Linked DNA regions of Arachis hypogaea: region 1 is linked to region 2. A link is a contact called in public Hi-C data. All regions are on one chromosome and are shown on one strand. The core of a region is the stretch at or near the end of the contact, and the rest is flanking DNA. Distances in the headings are between cores, read along the strand shown. Region 1 holds the start of LOC112715186 (inactive TPR repeat-containing thioredoxin TTL3). Region 2 holds the start of LOC112717331.

Region 1 (6,105 bases), core at 531-3,030, 170 kb after region 2:
TCGAATTTATTTATTTTTGACTAACAATTATATAAGTATTTCCATTATAAAATGTAGACTTAAATTCACCATCAAAATATTTTGTTAATCAGTTGTCATCTTTTAAATATCATAGACCAATTTCATTCTTTTAAGCAATATCTCTTAAAAATATAATCTTTCAAATGCTATTTTATTTTTTATTAAAATTAAAATAATATTTTTTATATTTTAATAATAATTTTTTTAAATTAAGAAATATTGTTATATAATAAAAAATATTCTTTAGATTTTATCAAAATTTTTAAAATGCTGTAACGACTATAGTAACCATAGTATAAATACTATAGTATGCATTTTAAGAGTAGACATGTATATTAAAATAGTCTTTATTAAAATTTTAATTACACTATTAAGATTACTGAAATTGAATTCATATCACAGATATTATAGCAGTGTCTACGTTATGGATAGCAAAACTCTCCGAGATGTGGAAATCTCTACAGAGACTATTCTGAATGGGGATCTGACTGTGGAGAATTTTATTTGTGGGGATGGGGACGGGAGACAAAATTCCTCCAAGGCAGGCGCGAAAATTCAAGCGGGGATCCCCGTCCCGTCTCCGCTAATCTCCGAAATTCATAAATTTATTGAATTACCCTTAATAGTTGAATTATCCTAATTCTCATTTGGATAACCCTTCTTCAATTCAAAGATCCCTAACGCTGTCCATACTCCATCCAACCTCTCTGCAGCCACGCTCCCTTTTCACTGCATCATCACACCTCAACGCATCGTGCTCTCTATTTGCGGTGTTCATTTTCGTAACTCTGCTGTCATGTCCATTCTCCTCTCTGTTCTCCCGTCTCCCACCTTGTCCACTGTTCTGTCCTCTGGCTCGCCATTGCGTTCCCCCAATGCGTCATTTCGAAAGAAGTCACCATCTTGTTGTTTAGATTTTTTGTATAAAATCTTGTTTTTGTATAAGATGGATACTTGCAACTCTATTTATATGAAAATTAATAATTAGTTAGAATGATCAGATAGATGGGAAATGGGATCCCCGTGGATCATGGGGCTCTGTGAAAAATGAGGATGGAGAACAATATTTCCCTACGACGAGAAACGAAAACTGGGGCAGAAGCAAATCTGGAGGCGAGATGGGGAGCAGGGAGGCATCCCCGCCCCCGCCCCCCGCCCTGTTGACATCCTTAATTTATGTCCTTTTCTAGCAGTAAATTACCTATTAGAGTAATTATCTGGCACAACTATTATCCCCATGGAGACTAATTTTTTCATCTTCATACCCTAATTTAGTCCATATCTACATTTATAAATTATAATCATAAATTCATCAATTAATCTAAATTGGAATCTTATTTCATACATTTTTTTAACAAGAAATTAGTAGCCAAAATAATCAAATATTACACAATAAAATAATCAACTATGGTAATATCAAAATAATAAAAAATTATATTAGACATATATTAAAATTAACTATAAATATAAAATACATATTAGAATATAAATATCCATATATTAAAAATAAGTTAAATTTTTTTTATAAAAAATAAGAAATTCGAACCCGTAACCTTTTAATTGAATATAAGAAGATTATGCCATTTGAGCTATTACTCATTGGCTAAAAATATAAGTTAAATTACTTATATATTTATACACAATTATATAAATTAATTTTAATGACTAGTATTTTTTTATTTTTATATGGTGACCAATTAATCATTAATAATTGAGTTTTAGTGTCCATATAAAATAATCCTATAATATGTAACTACTGTGCTTATGATTTTGGCATGTTACAGCCATTGAGGTTACAACTTACAAGGAAACAAAACAGATAACAAACCTAATCATTTCCCATAATTTTCGACATCCTTCTTGTGAGTTGTAACCAAGACCGGGTCTAATGCTTTTCTTGTTCCGATGAAACTAACCTGAAAAAACAAAAATATTGAGAAGGAAATTGAAAGCCAGCTAGAGCAATGTATATACATCAATAAAATAACAGATTTTCGTTTCGTCGTTCTTTTCTTCCCTTTTCCCCATAAGTTTTCCTTTTGGAGATCATGCCATTTGGTTCTTTTTATCCATTTTTTTTAGATTAGAGAATTTATTAAAAAAAAAAATCATTCCCTTGCAGCCTTTCCAGGAGGAGGTTCTTTAGAAATTAGAATTATCTGCTGGAAATATTATTGGGCTTATAATCCTTAGCCATAAGGGTTCATTTCGATCTCTGGATTACTTTTGCATTCCAAGTGTTTGTTGTAATGTCTCAATTTGAAATGTTTCCCATTTCACTAGATTTATCAAGACAAGTTCACATAACATAGAATTTTCATTACTCTTGTTAAAAACACTAATGATCATCCATTATTATCCTCAATAGCCAAATCTGTATAGAAAAACATAAGTCTTAGAACACATTCAAGGAAAATTAGAGAGGGAAAAACAAAATGAGAGACACTTCACCAGAAAGCAGAGGTTGTGGTTTGCTATCATCATTGCTTCGCAGGCGCGGCTCATCTAGGAGCAAAACTGAAAGATATTCTGGTAATGACGATGCTCATAATCATGGGAAGCAACCATCAAAAGCCAAAGATTCAAAACGGCCCCGGAGTGATGTCTCTGATGATGCCCGAAGATCTGCTTCTTCTGCATCAAGCAATTCCAACACTCCCCAAAGGCAAAAGCATGTAGTTGTAAGTGTAAACCAAAACCACCAAAGGAAACAACAACAACATGATGAGGCAGCAGCAGCATCAATGGCAGTGTGTTCGTCATCTAGGTCGTCAAAGGTGTCACCTGTACAAGGATATGTCAATCAAGGAAGAAAGGTTCCAAAAGATGCCGTTGGAATATCCGGTGAGCTTGATAGCATGTTAAACGATTACCAGAAGCCGAAGGGAAGCAACAAGCTTGTTCGAGCTTCTAGCAATGTGATGATATATGGTAACTTAGGTAACCTTGGACAAGGAGGAGGAGGAACAAATTATCCTAGTTCAAACATTCCAATGGATAAAGTGGAAAATGGTGGTGGTAGTAACAATAATAGGAATAAAAAGGTTACTAGGAATAGTAAAGAAGAATCAGGTTCACTTTGTAGGGCTGTGTCTACTAGAATGGACCCTGAACAGTTGAAGATAATGGGGAATGAGGATTATAAGAATGGGAACTTTGCTGAGGCATTGGCTCTGTATGATGCAGCAATTGCAATTGATCCTAATAAGGCTGCTTATAGAAGCAATAAAAGTGCAGCATTAACAGCTCTTGGAAGGCTTTTGGAGGCTGTGTTTGAATGTAGAGAAGCCATTCGGATTGATCAGCATTACCAAAGAGCTCATCAACGATTGGGAAACTTGTACTTTAGGTAAGTATCCATGCAGCACTTTCCTTTCAGTAGAAAAAAGATTATGTTTCTCATATACATCTTCCAACATGCATCTCTAATTATTTTCCTTGTATATATGAGAGAGATTCTTAGGTATTTATAGAATAAGAGAAATTTCTTATTCTACTATATTCTCTTTTTGTTGCTTCAATAAAAATTGATTATTAAGGTGATAACAATAAACTATAAGAGATTTTTCAGCATCCCCCGCGATCTCATTGTCCCTCGTATTTCATTTACATACAATTTTAATGTATTGCTAATGTTGAAAAATGGTAAAAGGGTAGTTCTTCCATTTCAAATTAACTGTCAATTTAGACAAAGTAGCACATACGAAAATCAATGTATCAGGAGAATTTACATAGCAACAGCAGTTTCTGGCTTGGAGCAATAAGAATGTCTTTTACTTGTTATTCATAGTCTCATTGACTTTCTTTCAGACTAGGAGACCCAGAAAAGGCATTGTATCATTATAAACAAGCAGGACCAGAGGCTGATCCTGATGAGATTGCTAAAGTGAAGATTCTTCAGGTTCATCTAAACAAGTGCACGGAGGCTCGCAGGGTGGGTGATTGCAACACACTAATCACTGAAACTAACAAGGTTATATCATCTGGTGCAGATTCTGCTCAACAGGTGAGTAGTTTTAAATTATATACATTTATCATTGCATGTTCTAATATGACTATGCTAATTAAACATGTGCTAATATGACTATGGTCTTGCCTTACTGGAAGATATTTGCATTACAAGCAGAAGCACTCTTAAAGCTTCGTAGACATCAAGATGCAGAAAAAATAATGTCAAAGTGCCCGAAATTTGATGTTGATGAGTGTACTAGGTTCTTTGGACCTATATGCAATGCAAATTTGTTGGTGACACATGCCCAAGTCGATATAGCAGCTGGGAGGTTAGAATCCTTTTGGTTTCATTTTATTATTTGAACCTCGAAATTTATTAGGTAATCTGAATTCTGAACACTCAAATTGGCATTTGCTTTCTACAATTCAATTAAGTGTAGAGTGCCTATCAATCTCTTGAAGATAGGTCACAGATGAGTTAGGCAGGGTTAGTTTGTGAATTATAGCTAGTTAGCAGTTAATGATTTCTCCACTGTCTTCATGCTTGACTAATAATGCATATCCATTTTAAATTAATATTGTTTTAAAAAATTAGATAACTATAGTACCAATATATATTGTAAGGTCCATGGTAAGAATCTACTTACTAATACATGCTACCTATATGCAGATCTTCTTCTTTTTAAACCGAATACCTGCATAGAAGTGATCATACCATTGAAATTGCTAACTAAGAAGTTCTCAGTAAAAAATTCAGCAAAATTTGTTCATCACAATTAGTAGAAATCCCACCCATGATTTGTGCAAAATATGTATCTTTACATGAATCAAATTAATTTGTTATAGATTCGTACGATTAACCTTCAAACTATGTAGCAAGATTCTAAAGTGAAACCTATATCAACTCTGTAGATTTGAAGATGCTTTAGAAGCAGCACAGAAAGCAGTTAGTTTGGATCCCAATAATAGGGAGGCCAATATGGTTATGAGAAAGGCTCGAGATGTCAGCGCTGCTCGATCAAAGGGAAACGAGCTTTTCAAGGCATCAAGGTTCTCTGAGGCCTGTGCCGCATATGGAGAGGGACTTGAACGTGATCCATATAACTCTGTTTTACTATGCAACAGTGCTGCATGCAGATCAAAACTAGGCCAATATGAGAAAGCTGCGGAAGATTGCACTCTTGCACTTAACTTGCGCCCATCTTATGCCAAGGCTAGGTTGAGAAGAGCTGATTGCAATGCCAAGGTGAACAATCTAACCTACTTATTCTGTTTTGTTCATGTCAATGTCATGCAGCATACACTTAGGCTGCTTTCGAAGGTTGTCACGTGATAGAAATGAGCAAGTGTCCTTTCCGGTCTCCCATTTCTTCGAAGTCCCCTCTACAATCTATTCAGTTCCCAACCGTCCAAGTAACACATCTAAGCGGCTCTTGTCAACAATTGCATGTTGATGTGTCAGAGGCCTTTTAGACCAGTTATTTGAATGGTTTGGGACCCATTAAAAATTTTCGAATTGTAGAGAGGCATTTTGTCTTTCTAATAAATGATCAGGAACCGAAAAGAACATTTACTCAGAAATATAAATACACTGAGTGCCGCAAACGAATTTAAACAAGGTGACAGCTACAAAGACAAATAAAATATCTGTATCAGAACAAATTTCTCTATATTTTTTGTCAATCAAAAGTATAGGGAAGATGGGGATATATTTTCCTTTTATCTCTATCAACGTCTCTGCATGTTATCTTGGAACGGTTACCAAATGAGGGCCTTAAAACAGAGAAATAGTCTTGCATAATTAATGAATTCTTACAGGTACACTTTTAGAGGGTAAAGTGCAAGATTTAAATTGATGAAAAAATCATAAGTTTGGCTATCCAGTAGGTTATGCATATATCTTTGTTTATGAACAATTCATAATATTGAACTTCACCTTCTAGATGCCAAGTCCATAATTAACAAGGATGTAAGTTAGACAAAATAAGTTTCAGTGCAATCCAAATTTGGTTTTCTAGTTATGTGAATAATGTTATTCTCTCTTTTGTGATTTTTCTTGTGATATTTTAGTTGGAAAGGTGGGAAGCTTCCATACAAGACTATGAAATTTTGTTAAAAGAGACACCAGATGAT
Region 2 (7,118 bases), core at 3,291-5,790:
TGAATGAATTGCTGCATACACAAAGTGTGATTCAAACCTGCTACACTTAACCAGATAAGTGAATTGATCACTGGATCAATCCAAGTTGGTTGGTAGATCTATGCATTATTGAACAATTAAAAATAATTCAGTGCGAAAACTAGGCTGTATTTGTTTCCGAGAATATGACAAGATAAGACACTGAGAACAAGACATAAAGGACAAAGACACAAAATTTTGTGTTCTTATATCTTGTTTGGTGATAAACTAGAACAAATTATGAAAATCTAATTTATTCTCATTTTTTTCATTCAAAAAATTTGAGACTAAAAATATAATAATAAAAAATATAATTATAAAAAATTAACAAGAATAATGAAAGAAAAAATAAAAAATAAGTTGTGTCTATTGTTAGTGTCTCCGTGTCATTTCTGTTAGGATGGACATAAAATACACTAATTTAATGTTCTTGGACATATTATTTCTATCTATGTCTTTTTTGCTAAATATAATTTTGTGTCTCTGTGTCCTATTTTAGTGTCCTATCTCTGTAAACAAATGCAGCCTTAAGTACTTTGTGGACACACACTAACAAACGGTCTTAAGTCACTTAACGTATGGGCTCTAATTATGGGCCTAAGTTTAAAATTAGCCTCAACATAACAGGATTCACCATGGGAAGCCTATGGGCCACAAGCCTCAGAAAGTCTATGGGCCACGTCCCAAAAACTATCAAACCATGTTTGCTAATGAAACAAAGTAATGGGGTTAGTTGATTGCTGAATTAGTGAATTTGTCATCTCTTGTAAGAGAAAGTTATCTCTTTCATCCAACAACAAAACAAAGGTGCCATGTCCTTTTACCCTGAAAAATAAAGTAGGTTAGTCCTTCAAATTAAATTTCGTTTAGCCGGTTTAATTTTAAATGTTTATTTACTATTTAATTTCTTTTTAGTTTTTGTAAGCTTTTAATTTAAGCAAATTATGTTTGATTGTGTAAAGAGTAATACAAAGCAATAAATTATAATTAAAAATAAAAGAAATTTTAAACTGATTTTTTTAAATAAAAAAAGCAATAAAGAAAGAACGGACTAACCAAAGTAACCTATTTAAGTTGACAGATAGATTTTTGTTAAGAAATTTAGATTCATAAAATGAAATACAAACAAATTCTATCTATTTAACCTACAAATTTTAAACAAGCCGAATCTAAATGGGTTATAGTTATACTACTCAGTTTGGTGTCCCTAATGCAGAATTTTAAATGTATTTTGCATTCTCGTTAAATTTTGAAATATGTTTATACAATTAATATGTTATATACTCCGGAATCAAGACTCACTTGCTGCTATCTGTTTCCCGAATTCAATTCTTTCCCTGGTCAAATTGTCATTAACACGAGACACTGAGATAAAGATACAGAAATATAAAATTATATTTGACAGATGAGATATCGATAGAGATATTATATTCAACAAAATTAAATTAGTATATTTTATATTCATTCTAATAGGAAGGACACAGAAACACTAATAAAAGACACAGATTATTTTTTATTTTTTTATAATTCTTGCTAATTTTTTATAATTATATTTTTTATTATTATATTTTTTTCTCAAATTTTTTAGTGAAAAAAAAATAAAAATAAATTAAATTTTTATAATTTATTTTAATTTATTATCAAATAAAATATAAAAACACAAAATTTTATATTTCTATTTTTTGTGTCTTATTTTTAATATCTTATCTTATCCTATTCTCATAAACAAACATAACCTAATTTATTTTATATGTTTTGAGCTTTGCTTAACCACTATGTATAAGGATAGTGCTAAATCTAATCACCTGAAGTTTGCGGGTGGAAAATAACTAAATTGAAGTTACAGGTAAAGTAGTATTCCAATATTAATTATTCAAAGTAATTAGCAGCTGAACCAAATTAATTAGGCAAATAGGGAGTGTATAGACTTAACTAATTTATTGAAGAAAATAGCAGTAATTCTCGAGAATTTGACATGGAATGGAGTGTAATGTTTGTGTGCCTACATACACTCTTGTTTACCCGTATGATAGTGACCACAACTCTACAACAATCACTTCTAGAAAGCGACTTTTATCTAATTAGATGGTGAAATTCCTATAATAGCTTTGGCATGTGTAAGTGTTTTATGACCTTTATCTTTTCTTTTCTTTTCTTCCTTTCAAAATTTCCCCAATTGAACCATTACCGTTGAGATTTGTTGTTACTGTTAAGAGCATAGTCATTTCTTTCAACCTGATTGAAAGTCCCATAAAAAATAAGGATCTAGGTTAGGACTATTTAGAGTATAAATTTTAACTCTGTTCTTCTCAGAAAATCTATTATCAAAGCATTAATTTTTTTAATAAAATCTTTTTATATTAAAATTTTTAACAAAAAAAGTTTACAATGGAAATTAGATTTTTTTTGGATCAATAGATTGGACAACTCTTAATTTTAAGTATCCACACAAATTAGACAATTTTTAATCTTAAGTACACAACACACACTTATACACTCTTTATATATTTATCAAATTTTCTTCTCAATTATAATGAATAAAATTTGAACTTGAGACCTTTAAAGTGGGAAGAAAGAGATATACCATATGAATTAGTTAGATATTTCAAATGTTAAAAATTGTTCCTCCGTAAACCCATTTACATGACTAGAATATTTAGCCGAATAGGTCGTTGTACTCGAATGGATCTAAGCTTGGATTCCATGACTCGAGCCTGATTCGACTTCGAGAAAAAAGTAAATTTCTTTTTTCTACTTTGATTATTTGTATTATAGTCGTTAAAACTGAACTGGTAATTAAATCAATTAGGTTACCAATAACTAAGTTATTAATTTAATCGGTGGGTTACTGATTGACTTGTTTTATATAAATAAAAAATAAAAAATAATCAAAATTTTAAAATTAAAATTTAAAATATATATTTTTATTAATATTTTAGGAATATCTAATTATTCTAAAATAATTAAAATATAAACAATAAATATTTTGTTAATTTTACTCTATTAAAAATATTTTTATTTTGTTTTTATATTAAGATAATTGTTATTTTTAAATTTTATACTATTATATACTACAAATATTTATTAAAAAATAATATTAATAAATATTATATAATTATAAAAAAATAAATAAATTTATTTTTATTATTAAATAAAAATATAATTAATTTAAAAATAAATAAATTTATAATTAAAATTAAAATAAATTAAATAAAAATAAATTATTTGATGAAAGATATTTATATATATTATAATTTATATATATAATATTAAAAAACATAACTTCTTAGTGGTGAAGAAGGATATGTGTATTAGTGTTGCTGGTTTAGGAACAAATAAATTTTAAAATACGAAAAAAGTTTTATTAAAATTTTTATATAAAAATATATTTTTAAATAAGTTTCTATTCTACAAATATATTTGATCCAATACTAAAAAATACAGATATTATATCCTATCTAATAAAAATTATAGAAAATATTTTAAGTACATTAAAAATACTAATACACTAATTATTTTAACTGTTGATCTGAATTATAAAAAATATATATAATTGTTACGGCCTGGCCTAAAGAGAACTTGGGCCGACCCGACCCATTGACCACCCGACCTGAACGGTCGAATGATACACTCATATCCGGCCCAAGCACGCGTCCAGGACAGCTGGCCGTCACAGCTGTACAAGGAAACTTCGAGGAAGGTGGGTTCTGCCCTCGTGGGACCCACATCTGACATAGTATATAAGGGGAGGATCCTACCCCTCCCTCAAGGTACGTCACACATTTCACTTAACCTATTTCTCACCTGCACACTAACTGACTAGGGCGTCGGAGTGTCTTTGCATGTGACACCCCCTCTTTCCATAACAAGAGCTCGGCTACCCGGCAGATCCGATCCCAGCACAATCGCAAACGAAGCGTTCCCGCCTCCTCAAATCTCCACCCGAACCGTCCGGAAACCGTTCAACCGAACATTGGCGCCGTCTGTGGGGACGCCTAAATGGACGTCGTGCCGGGCATTGGAGACCAAGGCCGAGCAGCCGGCGCAGAAGGGGCAGCCTCTGTCGCCTCACCGAGAGGGCAACGAAGGTCCCCCCCGACAACACACTGAACCACGCACAGGAATGCGACCCTTCGGAGGAACTGGCGGTGACAGCGCCAGAATAATGCAAAAGCTACGCCATAGGGTCCAGAACCTGGAACGACAACTAGCCGATCAGGAACATGATCGACGAACCACCGATCCTAGCTACTCCCCGTCTCCTGAAAGCCGAGAGAGAGATTCCCACCGAAGTCGCCCCCGACACGCCTCCGCTTCCAGAACGGAAGCGAAAAGCACCCGAGAAGATTCGCCTATCCCGAGAAGACGAAACGACACAATCATCTACTCCCGGGGGCGAGATCGTGAAGATGGAGAAGGGAGGCCTGTGAGGACACGGCGACCCGTGATAATGGGCGCCACCCCGTTCCATTGATCCGTCCTCGAGGTCCGGTTGCCGAAGCACTTCGACAAACCAACAGACATGAGGTACGATGGAACCCAAGACCCTCTGGAACACCTCACGGCCTTCGAGGCTAGAATGAATCTGGAGGGAGTAGGAGACGAGGTGAGGTGCCGGGCCTTCCTGGTCACCCTGGCAGGACCTGCGATCCGATGGTTTAACGGCCTCCCGCAGGGATCCATCTATGGGTTTTCGGACATCTGCCGTGCCTTCTTAGCTCAATTCACAACACGAATAGCAAAGACAAAGCACCCGATCAACCTGCTCGGGATAACCCAAAGGTCCGGGGAGCCGACCAGAAAATACCTGGACCGGTTCAACGGCGAATGCTTAGAAATTGACGGCCTAACCGACTCGGTGGCCAGCTTCTGTCTGACGAACGGCCTCCTCAACGAGGACTTCCGAAAACACCTCACCACGAAACCGGTTTGGACGATGCACGAGATCCAAACGGTAGCTAAGGAATACATAAATGACAAGGAAGTCAGCCAGGTCATGGCTGCCAATAAACGACACTCCGGCTACAATCAACCTAGGCAACAAGGTAATGGAGAAAGACAGAAAGAGCAAGCCAGGGAGGGAGGGCCGAGCAAGGCATCCAGACCATTTCCCCGGATCAAAAAATTCACCAACTACACTCCATTCGCTCTTCCCATCATGAAAGTTTATCAGCAAATAGCCAGAAAGGAATCTTGTCAAAACCCCGACCACTTAAGGAACGTACGGGGGGAAACAAGAGCCTCTACTGTGACTACCACAAGGGCTATAGGCACCAAACACAAGACTGCTTTGACTTGAAGGATGCACTAGAGCAAGCGATAAGGGATGGTAAACTAATAGAATTCTCCCATCTTATAAGGGAGCCGAGGAGGCGACATCGCGACCAAGACGAGGAAGGCAAGACCCGGTCGGCAAAGCGGCGACAAGAGCCAGAAGACAAAGACCACGGTCTCACTGTGATAAACGTAGTAACTGCCAAAAATACCGCGCCAAGGTCGAGATCGGCGCACAAGAAAGACGCCAAGGTCCTGGCGGTCTCCTCCTCGCTGGTGCGAAGCTCTAAGAAGCCCCCATCTATCTCCTTCGGCCCGGAAGATCAATGGTTCGACGAGGCCCTTGAAAATCCACCCATGGTCATCACGGCCAGAGTGAGAACCGGCCTCGTCAAAAGAATCCTTGTCGACACGGGGGCAGACTCGAACATTATGTTCCGCAACGTGTTCGACGCACTAGGGTTAAGGGACGCCGACCTATCGACTCACCAGCATGGGATCATCGGGTTAGGAGACCACTTCATCAAGCCAGATGGAGTGATATCCCTACCGATTTCTGTGGGACAGGCCCAAGGCTGAAAATCGGCAATGGCTGAGTTCGTGGTTCTCCAAGATTCCACGGCCTACAACATCATCTTGGGGAGGAAGACGATTAACGATGTTGAAGCGATAATCAACACAAAGCTACTAGTCATGAAGTTTGTCACCGACGACGGATCTATAGGGTCCATAAGGGGAGATCTAGGAACGGCGGTCGCTTGCGACAACGCCAGCCTCTCCCTAAGGAAGAAATCTAAAGAGGAGTCGGGAGTGTTCCTGGCTAACCTAGACGCCAGGGTTGACGACAAGCCCAGACCAAAACCAGAGGGGGACCTGGAAAAGTTCAAGGTCGGTGACACGGAGAAAAAGTTCACGGTTGTCAATAGAAACCTTCCACATGAATTGAAAGAGCCTCTGGTAGAAATGATCAGGGCCAATGGGGATTTGTTCGCCTGGACACCGGCTGACATGCCGGGCATAGACCCCAAAGTCACGTCACACCACCTAGCCATCAAATCGGAAGCCCGCCCGGTAGCCCAGAGGAGGAGAAAGATGTCGCGGGAGAGGGCGGAGGAGGTGGCCAGGCAGACGGCCAGCCTCCTAGAAGCAGCTTTTATACGGGAACTAGACTACTCGACTTGGCTTTCGAATGTAGTTCTGGTAAAAAAGCACAGCGGCAAACAGAGAATGTGTGTAGACTACTCCGACCTCAATAAGGCATGCCCTAAAGATTGTTTCTCCCTCCCCAACATAGATGCACTCGTCGACGCGGTGGCGGGCTACCGGTATCTGAGCTTCATGGACGCCTACTCCGGCTACAATCAGATACCGATGCACCGACCCGACGAGGACAAGATACCAAAGGCTGATGAACAAAATATTTTGCGAGATTGGCAGGACGACTCACCTCGTTATCCCGTTTTCTCGGAGCTTCGGCAACAAAAGCCCTACCCTTCTTTAACCTCATGAGGAAAGGGATAGCATTCGAATGGACGCCCGCATGCGAGGAAGCTTTTAGACACTTCAAGGAAATCCTGGTGACACCCCCTGTGCTCGGGAAGCCGAAGGCCGGGGAGCCATTATACCTATACCTTGCCATAACAGGAGAAGCCCTGGCTGCGGTTTTGGTACGAGAAGAAGGAAGGGCTCAACAGCCAGTCTATTTCGTGAGCAGAGCCCTACAAGGGGCAGAACTAAGGTACAACAAACTGGAAAAGCTAGTTCTGGCACTCTTGACCTCTTCGCAGAGGTTAAAACAATACTTCCAAGGTCACCAGGTTGTCGTA

The links. A called contact is a pair of places that touch in the nucleus more often than the background predicts.
Region 1: a contact with region 2 is called in a Hi-C map of leaf, with 2.3 times the contacts expected there. The contact joins the promoter of LOC112715186 here to the promoter of LOC112717331 in region 2. A contact is called at or near these places in 2 of 8 Hi-C or Micro-C datasets (both in leaf).

Annotation. Positions count from the first base shown.
Region 1 is chr10:12,555,299-12,561,403 of arahy.Tifrunner.gnm2.J5K5, forward strand. LOC112715186 (inactive TPR repeat-containing thioredoxin TTL3) reads left to right here and starts at 1,781. Exons shown (of 5, transcript XM_025766954.3): 1 at 1,781-3,370; 2 at 3,832-4,027; 3 at 4,129-4,301; 4 at 4,885-5,218; 5 at 6,043-6,105. The coding sequence starts at 2,457.
Region 2 is chr10:12,380,651-12,387,768 of arahy.Tifrunner.gnm2.J5K5, forward strand. It overlaps LOC112717331, which reads left to right and starts at 4,541. Exons shown (of 2, transcript XM_025769396.1): 1 at 4,541-5,063; 2 at 5,192-5,871. The coding sequence starts at 4,541. The coding sequence ends at 5,871.